3 separate regions of the Mus musculus genome follow, and all the other regions are linked to region 3. A link is a contact called in public HiChIP or PLAC-seq data. All regions are on one chromosome and are shown on one strand. The core of a region is the stretch at or near the end of the contact, and the rest is flanking DNA. Distances in the headings are between cores, read along the strand shown.

Region 1 (4,672 bases), core at 1,289-3,788, 140 kb before region 3:
TACTGGGGTAACCCAGATTCTCCGCGCATTTCCCTAGATCAAATGGGTGAGCCCATGGAAAATGTCTGCCACAGGTCAGTGGCTCCCTGGCCTGGTCTGGTACAGGAGAATTGGAATCAAATGGATGGTGATCCCCATCTGGTCCCAGTCAACCACTCAGACTCTGGAGTTTAAAAGCTTTGTTGATTGGGAATTGTGTTTGCTAGAAGTTGGTCCTCGTGGGTTGTAGTAGGTAGAACAGACAAAGAAAAAGGCCTGGTCTGGGGAGAAACCTGTTGTCGGCAAAGGGGCCGCACACTTGCACTGTCTTTAGGTATGTATACATGGTTGCTGAGCAGGGCCTGGCAGTTAAAGGCAGTATGGAAGCACTGTGCACTCAGGCTTCCTAGAAAAGACAAGGTCCCAAATAAGAAGCCAATTTTTTTGCTGTCAAAATATCATAGACTCTGGATTTTTTTTTGTTTGTTTATTGTTTATTGGTTTTGGGTTTTGTTTTGTTTTGTCTTTGTTTTTGTTTGTAAGTATACCCAAGGACATTTGAAGTCACTTTGAACAACTCCTTCTGACCATGGGTGAAGCTACTGAGGATTGGGGAAAGTCAGCCCTGTGGCTCACTCCTGGGTGCTTTGTTATGGCTGCTCCTTCTCCCAAGTGTTCCTGTTGAAAGCCTGCAGCTAAACCAGGAGTAGAACCACAGGCCAGACCATCAGGCCTGCCATAAAAAGTTCCCATGGTAACCCACCATCCTTCCCTACACTCATTTCAGTCCTGAAAACCCTGAGTATTGTCGTTTGTAACTTCCTACTTCTTATCCCAGGAACTTACTTTTTACCCAACTGGACAAGAAGAACCAAGTATTCCAAACATTCACTCCTTTAAGCCCTTCCCCTTCCCTTCCGTTCCTATTCTGGAAGTCACCACTTTGTTAGTTTGGTTTTAGGGGGTTGTTTTTTGTTTGTTTGTTTTGGGGGTGGGGGTTTTCCACTTATTTTTAAACATGCATAAGTCTATTCACTTAAAATTGAGTCCTCTGCCACAGAGCAAACATGCTTCTGCTATTCACTAGCAACAGTCTAACCTCTCAGAAATGTTTGGCAGAGAAGTCATAAATTTAAATGTTTTCAGAAAAGAAACTTTTTCATTACAGCACACACACACACACACACACACACACATAAACACACAGGCCCTTCCTAAATACTGACTGACACAGAGTGGTACCAGCTGCCCATCACCTTCTAGAAACCAGGCTCCCTAACAACTTGGCTATCCTCCTCTAGCCCTGAAATCATGAGATCTACATCCTGTGTGTACAGAGCAGAGAGACCATGGGAGAAATGTGTTTTCCTATCCAACTCCCACCAGAGGCTGGGAACTGGCTCCAAAAGATAGCAGTTCTGGGAGAAGTTTTAGAAGCTCCGTCCAGATCCTCACCGAGTCATTCCTAAGCTTTGCTATCTCTGATAACGATTAGAATGGAAAAGAAAGAAAGAAAGAAAGAAAGAAAGAAAGAAAGGAAGGAAGGAAGGAAGGAAGGAAGGAAGGAAGGAAGGAAGGAAGGAAGGAAGGAAGGAAGGAAGAAAGAAAGAAAGGGAGAGAGCTGCGATTAAACATCTTTTCCCCCTCACCTTTCATCTTCTGTGTTTGTATCTTTGTTCCTGCTATTTATCCTTAGCCATATCAAGTATCTCCATCTAGGGTCACCAAGAACCTTTGGTTGCCTGGAGGCAAGAATTATTATTCGAATTTTACAGATGGGTAAGCAATCACAGAAGGAGACTAGCAAGCTTTAACTCACCTAGCCAAGTCTCTGACAGAGTGGGGCATAAGGATTCCCACAGTCTTTTGAGAGAGCCTCACTTCAGTGTGAATGAACTAGGCTGTTCTGGGGACCTTGCAGACTCTAGCCTGTGAGGATGGGGAAAAAAAAAAAGGAAAAAAACAACCCAATCATGAAAATATTTTCAAGTCCCAGTTCATGTCTTTGACTTATTTTTTTATTTGTATCGGAATCCACCAAATGCCAGACAATGAAGTCATACAGCCTTGGCAGGTCTAAATATCACAGTTGTTCAAAAATGGGAGGAAGGGAGAGTGCCCCAGTTTTCAGAACTTCCGCTGAAAATGAACACAGAGAAGACCTACTTATCAGTTTCCTAACCAATGAGGTCACTGGGCAGGAAATCACCTTTTATAAAGAGTCAGTAAGCAGACTCTCCCTGCTTTGAATTTTGCATAAACAGCATTAGTGAGCACTTATTCCAGCCCTCTCATGGGAATGCTAGAAACTGCAAAGACAGAAAGGACCACTAAGTTCTCCTGTAGGAAACAAGACCATGAATGTATAGTAACTGACAGCCTCCCTGTTGACCCCTCTCAAGTCATCTACCACCAGAGCCACCTCCAGTTCTTCTCTTGTGTTTGAAGCTGCGTGAAGTGACCTATCTTTCCTCTCCTAACCTGAGTTTAAGCCTCTAGCTTAAAGGTCAGCTGTAGGCCACCTGACTTGTGTGAATGCAGCTGCTAGGCCAGTTGAGCAAAGTTAAATAACTTGCCAAGCCAGGGCATGCATGTGCTGCCTTCGTTGAGACCTCTTGCCCTGTGTTATCACTGAACATCAGAACAAAGGAAGCTGACTGTGGAGTCTGAGTGACAAGCATTTTCATAGGAGTGATAAGATAACTTGTCAGGACCGTTCCTGAAATGGGCCTTTGGGCAATCCAAGACCCTTCTCAGCCCCTGTGCACAGGAGAATAACAAGATATTTGATCTTCAAGACCTGATGAGCCCAGAGAAGGCTAATCGAAGTAGGGGTTAGCAGCCTAGTTTTGAAACCTAGCTCTGCCGTTAATCAATCTACGTGACTTTAAGGAACTGCCTTCATCTCTCATAGCTTAAGTCTGTCAGTAGAACTGATAGTGTTGCTATCTCATAGGCTCAAAAAATGTGTACTGAGATATGAAATTCAAACAATGTAAGGTGCCTCTATTTGAGGGGTTTACATAGTGCCTAGTATATAGTAAAATTGGAAGCATTGTCTTCATCATTAGTAACTTTAAAGGCCTTGCTGGGGTTATTCTTACACTGGCCTGATGCTTGCAAGTGTGTCTGGAACACGTCTCCTCAAGGTCACTCACTCAGAGTTTTCCCTGGAAGCTTTTCTCTGTCATTTGCCCTTGCAGCCCTTGATTAGATCCCAAATATATCTGACCAAAGAACAGCCAAGTGTCTGCCACCCCTCCATCCCGCTCCCGTGGGCCTCGTGGTATAGAGTTTTTCATTTTGCTTTATTTTTGTTGGTTTTATAACCATTTGCTTGTTTATTTACTTTTATGAAATGTTTAAAACAGTCACCCATGCCCTGAACGTGTCTCTGATCTCTAGAACCATCCTTTGCCTTCCTTTAGAACTAGGACACTCCACCAGTTTTATCACCACCAAAAAAAAAAAAAAGTTGTAAGTTCTTAACCAATTAGTAACTCCTAATTGTTCACATGTAGCCTTTTCTTGGCAAACTGTGAAGCACAGCTTCACTTAATCCGCTCACTTAGGAGATGTATAAACAGCTGGCTGCTACAGTTAGCTTGAAAAAATGCAAACCTATTAATTTTAGCTTAAGGTAGAATTAAGAATGTAAATATGCTGTTAAAACAAGTCTATAACATGGTTCAGCATGGGAATAACTTATTAGTCATTTAGTCAGTGTAAGCATCCTTGTGTTAAGTGATACAGGGCCTGCTGGCACAAACCGGGCATGCCTCTGGCTCATTTATAATGTGTATTATACAAAAATCACACAAATAATATGCCACAATAGAAAATGGAGGTAAGTGAGAGGATTTTAAAAGGTATTTTGTAACTTTAGAGGAGGAAGGCAATAGTTATTTATTGTGATGATAAGAGAATTTGGCATTTGAGAGGCAGCTCTGGACACAGGGTAGAGTTGAGACATGAGGTCATACCATACATTTTCTATGAGCACATAGAAAATCTTGATGGGCACGAAGCCCATCTGTTTAGCTGGGGGGGGGGGGGTTGGGAGGTGCATGCCTTCAATCCCAGCACTTGGAGGCAGAGGCAGGCAAATCACTGTGAGTTCAAGGCCAGCCTGGTGTACAGAACTGGTTCCTAGACAATGAGGTCTACACAAAGAAACCCTGTCTTAAAAAACAAATACAGACAAAACAAAACAGAACACCACCAACAACAACCCTTTAAAATGTAAATTGAGGGAAATTTTTTATGTGGTGCTATGGAATTGAACCCAGGGCCTCGTATGTGATAAGCAAGTACTCTTCCACTGAACAATAGCCTCAGACCAAGTCCTCAAAACATTGATTTTTGGCTTTTCTTTTTAAAAGAAAAAATCAAAAGAGGTACTGGAGTGGTGGCTCAGCAGTTAAGAACATTCACTATTCTTACAGAGGACCTAGGTTCCACTCTCAGCACCCACGTGGTGACTCACAGCTCCCCATAACTCCAGTTACAGGGGACCTGACACCCTCTTCTGGCCCCAGTGGGCACCAAGCACACACATGGTGCACATATATACATAAAAATAGTAGCTAAATTATGGAATCAACCTATATCTATAGCAGAGGAGTGGTTAAAGAAAATACGGTTTATAGAGACACGTGGAATTTTTTTCAGACATGAAGAGAAATAAAATTAT
Region 2 (4,151 bases), core at 37-2,536, 140 kb after region 3:
GCCATTCGGTATTCCTCAGGTGAGAATTCTTTGTTTAGCTCTGAGCCCCATTTTTAATGGGGTTATTTGATTTTCTGGAGTCCACCTTCTTGAGTTCTTTATATATATTGGATATTAGTCCCCTATCTGATTTAGGATAGGTAAAGATCCTTTCCCAATCTGTTGGTGGCCTTTTTGTCTTATTGACAGTGTCTTTTGCCTTGCAGAAGCTTTGCAATTTTATGAGGTCCCATTTGTCGATTCTCGATCTTACAGCACAAGCCATTGCTGTTCTATTCAGGAATTTTTCTCCTGTACCCATATCTTCTAGGTTTTTCCCTACTTTCTCCTCTATAAGTTTCAGTGTCTTAGTTTTATGTGGAGTTCCTTAATCCACTTAGATTTGACCTTAGTACAAGGAGATAGGAATGGATCAATTCGCATTCTTCTACATGATAACCGCCAGTTGTGCAGGAGGGACTTTTCAAGGCCCTCGGTGAACTCCTGACATCATAGGTAGCACTGAATTCTACCTAGGCTCCTCTTACATACATACCTATGATAGGGTTTAATGCGTGACTTAGATGTAGCAAGAGATTGACAGCAATAACAAATAATAAAACAGAGCCATTATAACAAGATGCTATAATAAAAGATATGTGGAGATGATCTTTTTTTTCCCTCAACTGTCTTGCTACAGTGTTCTAGTGCTTCTGGTAATGATGGGAGATAATGGACTGAGTTGATGTCCACGTGGTGACGTAGCATTAGGCTACAACTGACCCTCTGAAGACATATCAGAGGGAGGATCGTGTGCTTCATTTGGAGCAAGATTTCTTCACCATGCCACTCCTTACAGCCTACAATCTTAAACTTGCTCTTTCAGGAATTTTTCTATGTAATGTATGTGGGTCACAATTGGCTAGTCCAGATAACCAAAGTCACAGAAAAAAAAACAAAAACCGTAACACCACTTTCCCTCCAAGTTCCCATCACTGGAACATCCCAAGGACGAATAAGGAAGGGACCAAGCAGTAGTGTCTCTACACATGATGTTTAAGGCTACCCATGCAAAACAGAGTGAAGAACCAGAAATAGTGTTTGGGAAGCATAGTTGTGAGGTTTTCCTATCCATCACCTATACATGTGCTTCCCAGTTACACAACTCCCCAACCTCACTGTCCTATGGACACCAAGTAAGCCAATGCGCTACAAGTTGGGCAAGCCAATCCAGGGACCAGAGCATGTGCTAGCTGTATGACTTCAGACACGGCGGTTATACTCCTGCCAAGCCTGTTTCCTCATTTCTAATAATCTCTGCCTCCTCCCTGCCCCAGAAGGAAGCTGTGAGAATTCACTGAGTAATGTCTATCTACAAAGCACTTAGCTTGCAAGAGAAGAGTCCTACATAAGCAGAAGATGACGGTGGCTGTTGTGACAGCTGCTTGAGTCTCTTAGCCATTTCCCAGCCCTTTATTTGCTGCTGTTAGAGCTTAGCCTGCTGTGAGTCACTATGGTCCTGTTCCCAAGGTTTTGCTAAAAGAATTCCCCTTGAGCGTATATTCCTATCTGGCTACACAGCCAATTGAGGCGACATCAGAAAACAAGGCTAAGAAAATATGCTGTCACAACCTTCCCTAGCACCTGACTCCACTTTGCTTCTTATCTACTGGACTGTAATTTCATAAGGGTGGGAACATCTAGGCCACAATGTTGCTCAACTAAAGGGGGGGGCACCTTTTACCACCACTTAATTGGCAACAAATTTGTTGAATGACTTCCTGAGTGAAACACTGCCTAGCTGAGATTTAAGTAAAAACTAACATTTTTGAATTCTCACCATGTAAAAAGGGTACCACATACTCTTTATTTTATTTATTCAACTCAACAGCCCTATGAAATCAAACTCATATTGTGTGAATGAGCAAACTGAAGTTAACCCCTATAAACGATCACCAAGGCCATGGATAAGCTGGCCATCTCCTGTAGATGTCTTAGCCAAACTAACAGGAAGATAGCACCAGAAAAAAAACTTCTGGAACAATACATTAAACCAAACTCTTATGGGCTGGCTGGGGAAATAACTCACTGGGAATAACGTTCATTGTATAAACATGGGGACCTGAGTTCAGATCCCCACACTCATGTAAAAAGGAACTGTAGCACACACCCGCAGCCCCAGCACTGGGTCAGGGGAAGAGATGATCCCCAGAACTTGCTGGTGAGCCACTCTAGCTAAAACTGTTAGCTACAGTTTCGATGAGAGAGCCTGTGTCAAAAAAAAAAAAAAAAGTAAGGTGGAGAGAGACAGAAGACACCCAGTACCAATCTCTGACTTCCATGTACACAGCACTGGGACACATATCACGGGAGGGGGTGTTAAGGAGAGGAAAGGAGGAGTGGGAGAAAAAGGAAAGGAGGGGGAAAAAGGGAAAAAGAGACAGCTGGAGAGGAAGAAATGGGGTTAGGTAGTGGTAGCACACACCTCCAATCCCAGCACTTGAGAGGCAGAGACAAGCAAATCTTTTTGAGTTCAAGGTCAGCCTAGGCTATAGAGCAAGCTCCAAGACAGCCAAGACTACAGAGAAACCCTGTCTGGAAAAACAAAAAACAAAACAAACAAAAGAAGGAGGAGGAGAAGGAGGGAAAGAAAAGAAGTGGGAGGCCCTGGGTGGCAACTGCTGGATGAGAAAGAACACAGGTTGCAGTAGGTTCTTACAACTTTCCAAAGAGAGTCCTTGGAGCTGCGATGCCCCCTCCTGTACCTCCTCCAGCCCTGGCTCTTCTAGCCCACCTTTTCCTCCTCCAGCATCCACCCTGCATCACATACATACACACAAAGTCTCTGCCACAAGCTCTTCCCACAAATATACATAAACATACAGTCACACAAGGGCCATTCTTCACTAGTAAAGCTCAGATTCTTGGGCAGTGAGGAGTGCAGACAAGCAAGACCCCGGATGATGCAAATTATGCCGAGAGCATGGAGTGCTCTTTGCTTCAGCACTGCTGAAACTCAACAGTATATGAAATAGATTTTTGGATTTTGTTCTACATTCCCTATTAGGGACATTTTCCTCCTGTGAGCCTTATCGATGACATGTTCCCCCTGGTCCAAAGGATTGACCCACATTCAACCCCTGCATTCATTTTCTGAGCTCTGTTGACCTTTATTAGTCCTTTGATATAGGGACAATAATCTCTGGTCTGATATCTGAAGGAACTTGGGCTTTCAGAGACCTACAATAGGCCTTGTTTGAGTAGCAATCCTTAAGAAGGGCCCATGGGGGAAGTGCATATTGACTCAGGCCCTTGGCACAGGCAAAGGAATTTTTGACAGTTGAGAGGCACTTCCAGGTGAATGTAAACTCCAGGGTTTGGTGACTCCCTTCAACTGGGCCCTGATAACCACAGGGCAACCTGTTTGCAGGCTAACTACTCCTGGCTTCCCTACCTGACTCCTGGAGGAGAGTGGTGGGATTGAGTTTATGAGTACCATTTGTCCTTACTGTCAACCCGCCGCACAGTCCCCAGGAGATGGAGGTCTGTGGGAAAAAAATACTCACACTTCATTCACATAAGACCTACGAGGAGACTGCACTGAAGGAACCCCGGACCAAAGACTTGTTCTTACCCTTGGGAGCCTCATCACTTCTCTGCCGATACGTGCCATCTTACTTTTTAGGGCTTTGGTAACCAAGACGCAAAGACCAGGTGGCTTAAACAGCAGACTCATCTGCCTCACCGTCCTGGAGGCCCAGGAGCAAGCTATTTGCAGTGCTGGTTTGATCTGAGGACTCTTGGCTTGGCTTGTGCCCTCACCTGATCTTGACTTGATGTACATACACTAGTGTGAGAGGACACACTAGTCAGCAGGGTAAGGGGCTCATTTTTAAGTAATCAGCTCCTTAAAGGTCCTGTCTCCAAATACAGTCATGGCAGGGGAGGGGCACTGCAATTCAACAAATTAATCTGGGGTTGACACAGTGTATTTCATAACCCCTTGCCTTGGCTAAATCATTTCCCATTCCCTGCCTTTACTGGAGTCTACTTTCTGAGGAAAACATGTCACGTGGCTTTTTAAAAAAAGACTGTGTAAATGAACTCCATGGTATTTTTGAAGTTTTTTTGTTTTTGCTCATAATGCTTTGTTTGGCTATTTTTTGCCTTCC
Region 3 (4,369 bases), core at 1,564-4,063:
TCCTGCTTCCACAATTCACTTGTCTGGGTCTCCATCGCTCTCTCCATTTTGTGAGGCCTCTTGACTTCCTCTCTAGTTGACTCTGCCTGATTTTTTCTCCATCCTGCTTGCTGGGATCGCCTAGAGAAAACAAAAGGGATACTACTTCCCAGCAGGAAACAGAGCAGCTTCCTGGCTGCTTGAAATAGACCCCGAAGGCCTCTGCTTGGAACCTTTTTTGTAGAATAGTCTTGCCAGAGCCTTTGACCACCTCGGAGTTCCATACGGCTGGCAGAAATACTGCCCAGCTTCCTACACCCGTCTCCGCTACTCTTCACATCCCTTTGTCCCAGCATCCCTGCTGTAGAGCACCAGTGTTGGTGCCCTAAATCTCAGTGGAATCTTTACAGTGCTCACTCCTACAGGCTCTAAGGCACCAGAGTGTAGCTGGTGTTCAAATGATCAAGTCCGGCTTGTCATCAGCATATCAAAATCACTTGAGGAGATGCCCCAAAAATGCAGACAACCAGTCCCACTGCAGAAGGCCTTAGGGAAGCCTCCAGCAGAGAGAGAGGATCTGTATTCATAAGGCAGCTGAAAGGATTCTGGTGTGGGTTGTCTATAGGGGATACAACAGGAATTAGGCAGGCCATGCTTACACGTGTCTCAACTCTGCAAAGCCTGCCAACGGCACTTAGAGGAAATACGTAAGAGGAAGCAAAAGCTAGAAGTGTTCAGGTACAGGCTGGGCTACAAATATAAGCCAGCCAGACCAGGGATGGGGAGTGAGCAGGAGGGAGGTCTCATGACGGAGACTCTCAGTGTGGCTATTTGTCAAACCACAGCACAGGGTTCCAGGTGGGCACACTACCTGATGCCTAAATACTCTGTCGGTGCTTGGAGAGCCTTCTTGTGGGTATGAGACAGCCATAGAGAGCAACCCAGCCAGCAACGAATGTCTTCGTTCTGAGGCAGGAACTCCGGCTTTCTCTTAGAGGCAGCACATGCTGAATTCAAACACCGCACTTGGTATATCGCAGTATTAGGTTCAGGTCCCAACTTTATGGGTCTCTCTGAGTAAGTGGGAGTAAGCTATATATTTACCCCGTGCCTCAGATTCCTCACCCGGTAAAGGAGGACAACAATACCTACAACAGAGGGTTCTTATGAAGATTGCAAAATCAGAAGTACATGCAAAGCATTTCCCCTGGCCTAGGGAGCAAGGCCCCATTAGCTGTGGTCTTCATTATCATGGAAGCTCCTCCCATCCTCCCCCCACAGACACTCTCTGAAGCTGGCTTTGTACAATTTAAGCACATGAAGAATCGACTTTTAAACTATAAATATCTTCATCCCCAGTTCCCAGAAAGCTTTTGGTTCTCTGTCTCTCTCTATTTCTGTCTGCCTGTTTTCTCGGTCTATCTCTTTCTGTCTGTCTGACTGTCTATCTCTGTGTCTTTCTATGTCTCTCACTCTCTCTGATGTCTCTCTCTGTGTCTCTGCTTCCCCCTGTCTCTCTGTCTCCTTTTTTTCCACAAGCCCTTGCAGTCTGCAATTTAGGATAGGCATGGCTTCCAAAGTCACCATCCTGATCATCCTGAGCATCAAAGTGACCCCTCCTGTGGACATTTGCCTCACTCCAGGGATATATAAAGAGGTGCTCAGCAGATGAGGACCAGACCTTTGCAACCGAAAATTCAACTTTAAAGTTCCAAAGATCTGTCCCAGGAAGGCTGGAGGGCTGTGTGATCTACAAGGTGAGACAGGGAATTTCAAGGTTGGAATCAAAGGCTCCTGAGCAGATGGAAAAAAAAAAGAAACATAGGTATGCAGCCACCCAGACAACAGCCAGTTAACCCTTCCTTTCCCAAGCCCACTGTTGGACTTTATGAGAGTCTCAGTCTCTGAATAGGTATGCCTCAGTTTCTCCTGCAAGCATGCTGTGACACATGGCAAACTTAACTTCTTTTACATGCTATATAATATCAAGAGCAATAAGATAGTATTATTTTATTGGTTCTATATTCTGTTTAATTTTTTGCGGGGGGAACACAAGACCTTGCTATGTACCCCAGGTCGGATTGAAAGTCATAATTCTCCTGCCTCAGTCACCCAAGTGTTGCAATTATAGGCGTGAGTCATCCATCATTTCTAATTCTGATTTTCTTCTCTGACTATCAGTGGTGAAGAGCTGAGTAAGTAAGAGTTGCTGTTACTCAGCTGGTGAAGTAGCTGGGTGGATTAGGGGTTTGCACAAAGCCTGACCACCCCAACTTTGACTCACTGGGACCCAGTGGTGGAAGGAGTGAACTGACTTCTGCAAGCTGTCTCCTGACCACCGCCTATATGTGTGCCCACACGTGCACAGATGAAGAAATAAAAATGTAATCAAAATCAAAAAGAGTCATTGCTGCTCTATAATGAAAAGATCTTCACTCATTAAAGGAACCCACAACGGATCATCTCATGCCTTCTTTAATAGTGCAACTTTGAAAGACATCCAGTTAGTGGCCCAGTGGTTATTTATTTATTTATTTATTTATTTATTTTCTACCTCTTCTGGAGTAGGTGACAGACACCACAGGGGAATGTTCAAGTGAAAAGCCCAGCATCCCTGGAAGACAAGAACAGAAGCCTTTGGACATCTGCACGGGACTCCATCACCAACACATCCAAACACTTTCTCGATCTGGAGGAAGAGCCTATCCCATGTTCCACAGAAGGCCCTGGCTCCTGCCAGTTCCTCCCTGGTTCACTGCTGGGAACCACAAGAGTGGCCTCTCTCATCCCTGCTGCCTCACTGGCCAGTGGAAGGGCAGAGTTGGCAGAAGAGCCTTTGTGAGCCTTGTTGACTCTGCTGGGTTCAGAGAGGCCTTCACAGTTGACTCAGCTAAGGAGAGTTGTTTACTTCCTGCAGCCTTGAGGTCTGCCAAGCACAGGGCCCAGCTGGGCAGTTCAGTGCCCGGGTCTCTCACTCCCACACCAGTACCTGTAGAGATCAGTGAACAGCCCCTGCTAGGCCGGCCAGACTGAGTCTGCACAAGCTGCCTTGGCCCTCAGCACAGACTCCTTCCTCCCTGCTAGTTCAGCTAGCCAGGCCTGCCTTAGTGACACTCCTGGGCTGGGTTTCTTTCTTTCTTCCTGAAGTCCAGAGCCCAGTTATTTACCCAAAGAAAACAGGGAAGTGACAAGGTAACAGAGTACACATGTTGTGAAAATATGCAGGCTGAGGCTGAAGAAAAGAAAACATTCTTCCATAAGGAACTGCCTTGTTAATTCATATTCTTCCCCCTCCAGATTAGAACCAGCCATTGCTTGTGCTCCTTCAAGTACTTTCTGTGGTTCCATGACAGCTGCCTACATGGGGCAAGATTTGGCTTGAAAAATGGGCCATCGGTCATGCTTTGGGTGGGGTGGAGGTTGTGGGGGGGGGTCAGACACTAAAATTCCCAGATAACTCAAATTCACTGCTCGCTCACTCTCTCGGCGGGATACAGGGGGGAGAGAGGTGGCATGGAGAATGGATTGTACAAACGTCAAGACATAACCTGATTTTCCACAAGAAGCCACAGCTCAGTAATGAACAGTCTTTGGAATGAGCTTTTCAACTCCTCTTGAAGTTGGTTTCCGATCCCTGGCAAACCCGGTCTCTGCAGCCTTGAGTAACGGCCACAGGCTGATTCTCGGCAATTAAAAATAATATTGGCCCTGATAGAGAACTCTTGGGCACCCCCCTCCCTTACACACCCTTTTCATTACGTGCCAAAGATTACTTTCCCAAACCTGTTTCAGAACAGCTGGCCGAGTTGGAGGAGCAGGCTCAGCCCTCGTGGCCTGGAGAGAGGCTGCAGTTATTAATAGCATTTGCTCTGCCTGGTGTTTGGGGCAGGAAGAGGGTGACCTGTGTCTGTTTGGAAAGTTGGGTCCTAATCAGTTTGGGGCCTGTTCTCTCTTCCCTGCATTCTTTAAACCTCAAGCTCTATGGATAGTGGCTGAGAGAGCCCACAGAGAGGCTGGGTAGGGCCAAATAGCCTCCCTATAAACCTTCAGGCTTCTCATTTCTTCCTTCGTGGTTGTTCTCTGCCTCTCAGTGGGTATTGGCCAGAGGACTGGCCAGGATCCTTTCAAGGGAGGTCTCTCACAGAGGCCTGGGCTGCCCCTGTTAGCACTTTCTGGTAACAGAGCCTGCTGAGCCTGGTGTTGCAGCTCAGGCCTGCAAGGCCGAGTGGGATCTGCTCCCTTTCCTAAAGGCTTGAGGGTGGTGTGGGTTGGGGAAGTATTTTCAGCCCTTACTGCCACAGAGTCTGTCAGCTTCCCACGGTCAGCACCCAGCAGCCTTAACCTCAGAATGGGTGGAAATCCCACTGTCTCCCCACACGGCCGACCACAA

The links. HiChIP or PLAC-seq counts read pairs in DNA pulled down with a chosen protein or histone mark.
Region 1: an H3K27ac HiChIP or PLAC-seq map of heart atrium shows a contact between it and region 3, with 5 read pairs. The contact joins two enhancer-like sites. A contact is called at or near these places in 5 of 484 Hi-C or Micro-C datasets (the HPC-7 cell line, bone marrow-derived dendritic cells, cerebral cortex and 2 more) and 5 of 115 datasets of contacts at active chromatin or transcription factors (bone marrow-derived dendritic cells, double positive thymocytes, heart atrium and 2 more).
Region 2: a contact with region 3 is called in an H3K27ac HiChIP or PLAC-seq map of heart atrium, with 5 read pairs. The contact joins two enhancer-like sites. A contact is called at or near these places in 1 of 115 datasets of contacts at active chromatin or transcription factors (heart atrium) and 1 of 9 other capture datasets (embryonic stem cells).

What each region holds. Positions count from the first base shown.
Region 1 is chr12:79,760,158-79,764,829 of GRCm38.p6, forward strand. The region is part of intron 8 of Rad51b (RAD51 paralog B); the gene reads left to right. Among named protein-coding and RNA genes, the nearest start is that of Gm36048, 36 kb to the right of the region's middle. Within about 2 kb of position 2,539, at least 40 of the 459 cell types and tissues checked have an H3K27ac peak or open chromatin away from gene starts, as enhancers often do. A contact at or near this core is called in heart atrium, where this site is marked.
Region 2 is chr12:80,045,480-80,049,630 of GRCm38.p6, forward strand. The region is part of intron 3 of Gm36660 (a long non-coding RNA gene); the gene reads right to left. Among named protein-coding and RNA genes, the nearest start is that of Gm36834, 28 kb to the left of the region's middle. Within about 2 kb of position 1,287, at least 54 of the 459 cell types and tissues checked have an H3K27ac peak or open chromatin away from gene starts, as enhancers often do. A contact at or near this core is called in heart atrium, where this site is marked.
Region 3 is chr12:79,902,203-79,906,571 of GRCm38.p6, forward strand. It overlaps Gm46361 (a long non-coding RNA gene), which reads left to right. Exons shown (of 2, transcript XR_001780641.1): 2 at 1,623-2,380. Among named protein-coding and RNA genes, the nearest start is that of Gm51985, 6.1 kb to the right of the region's middle. Within about 2 kb of position 2,814, at least 114 of the 459 cell types and tissues checked have an H3K27ac peak or open chromatin away from gene starts, as enhancers often do. A contact at or near this core is called in heart atrium, where this site is marked.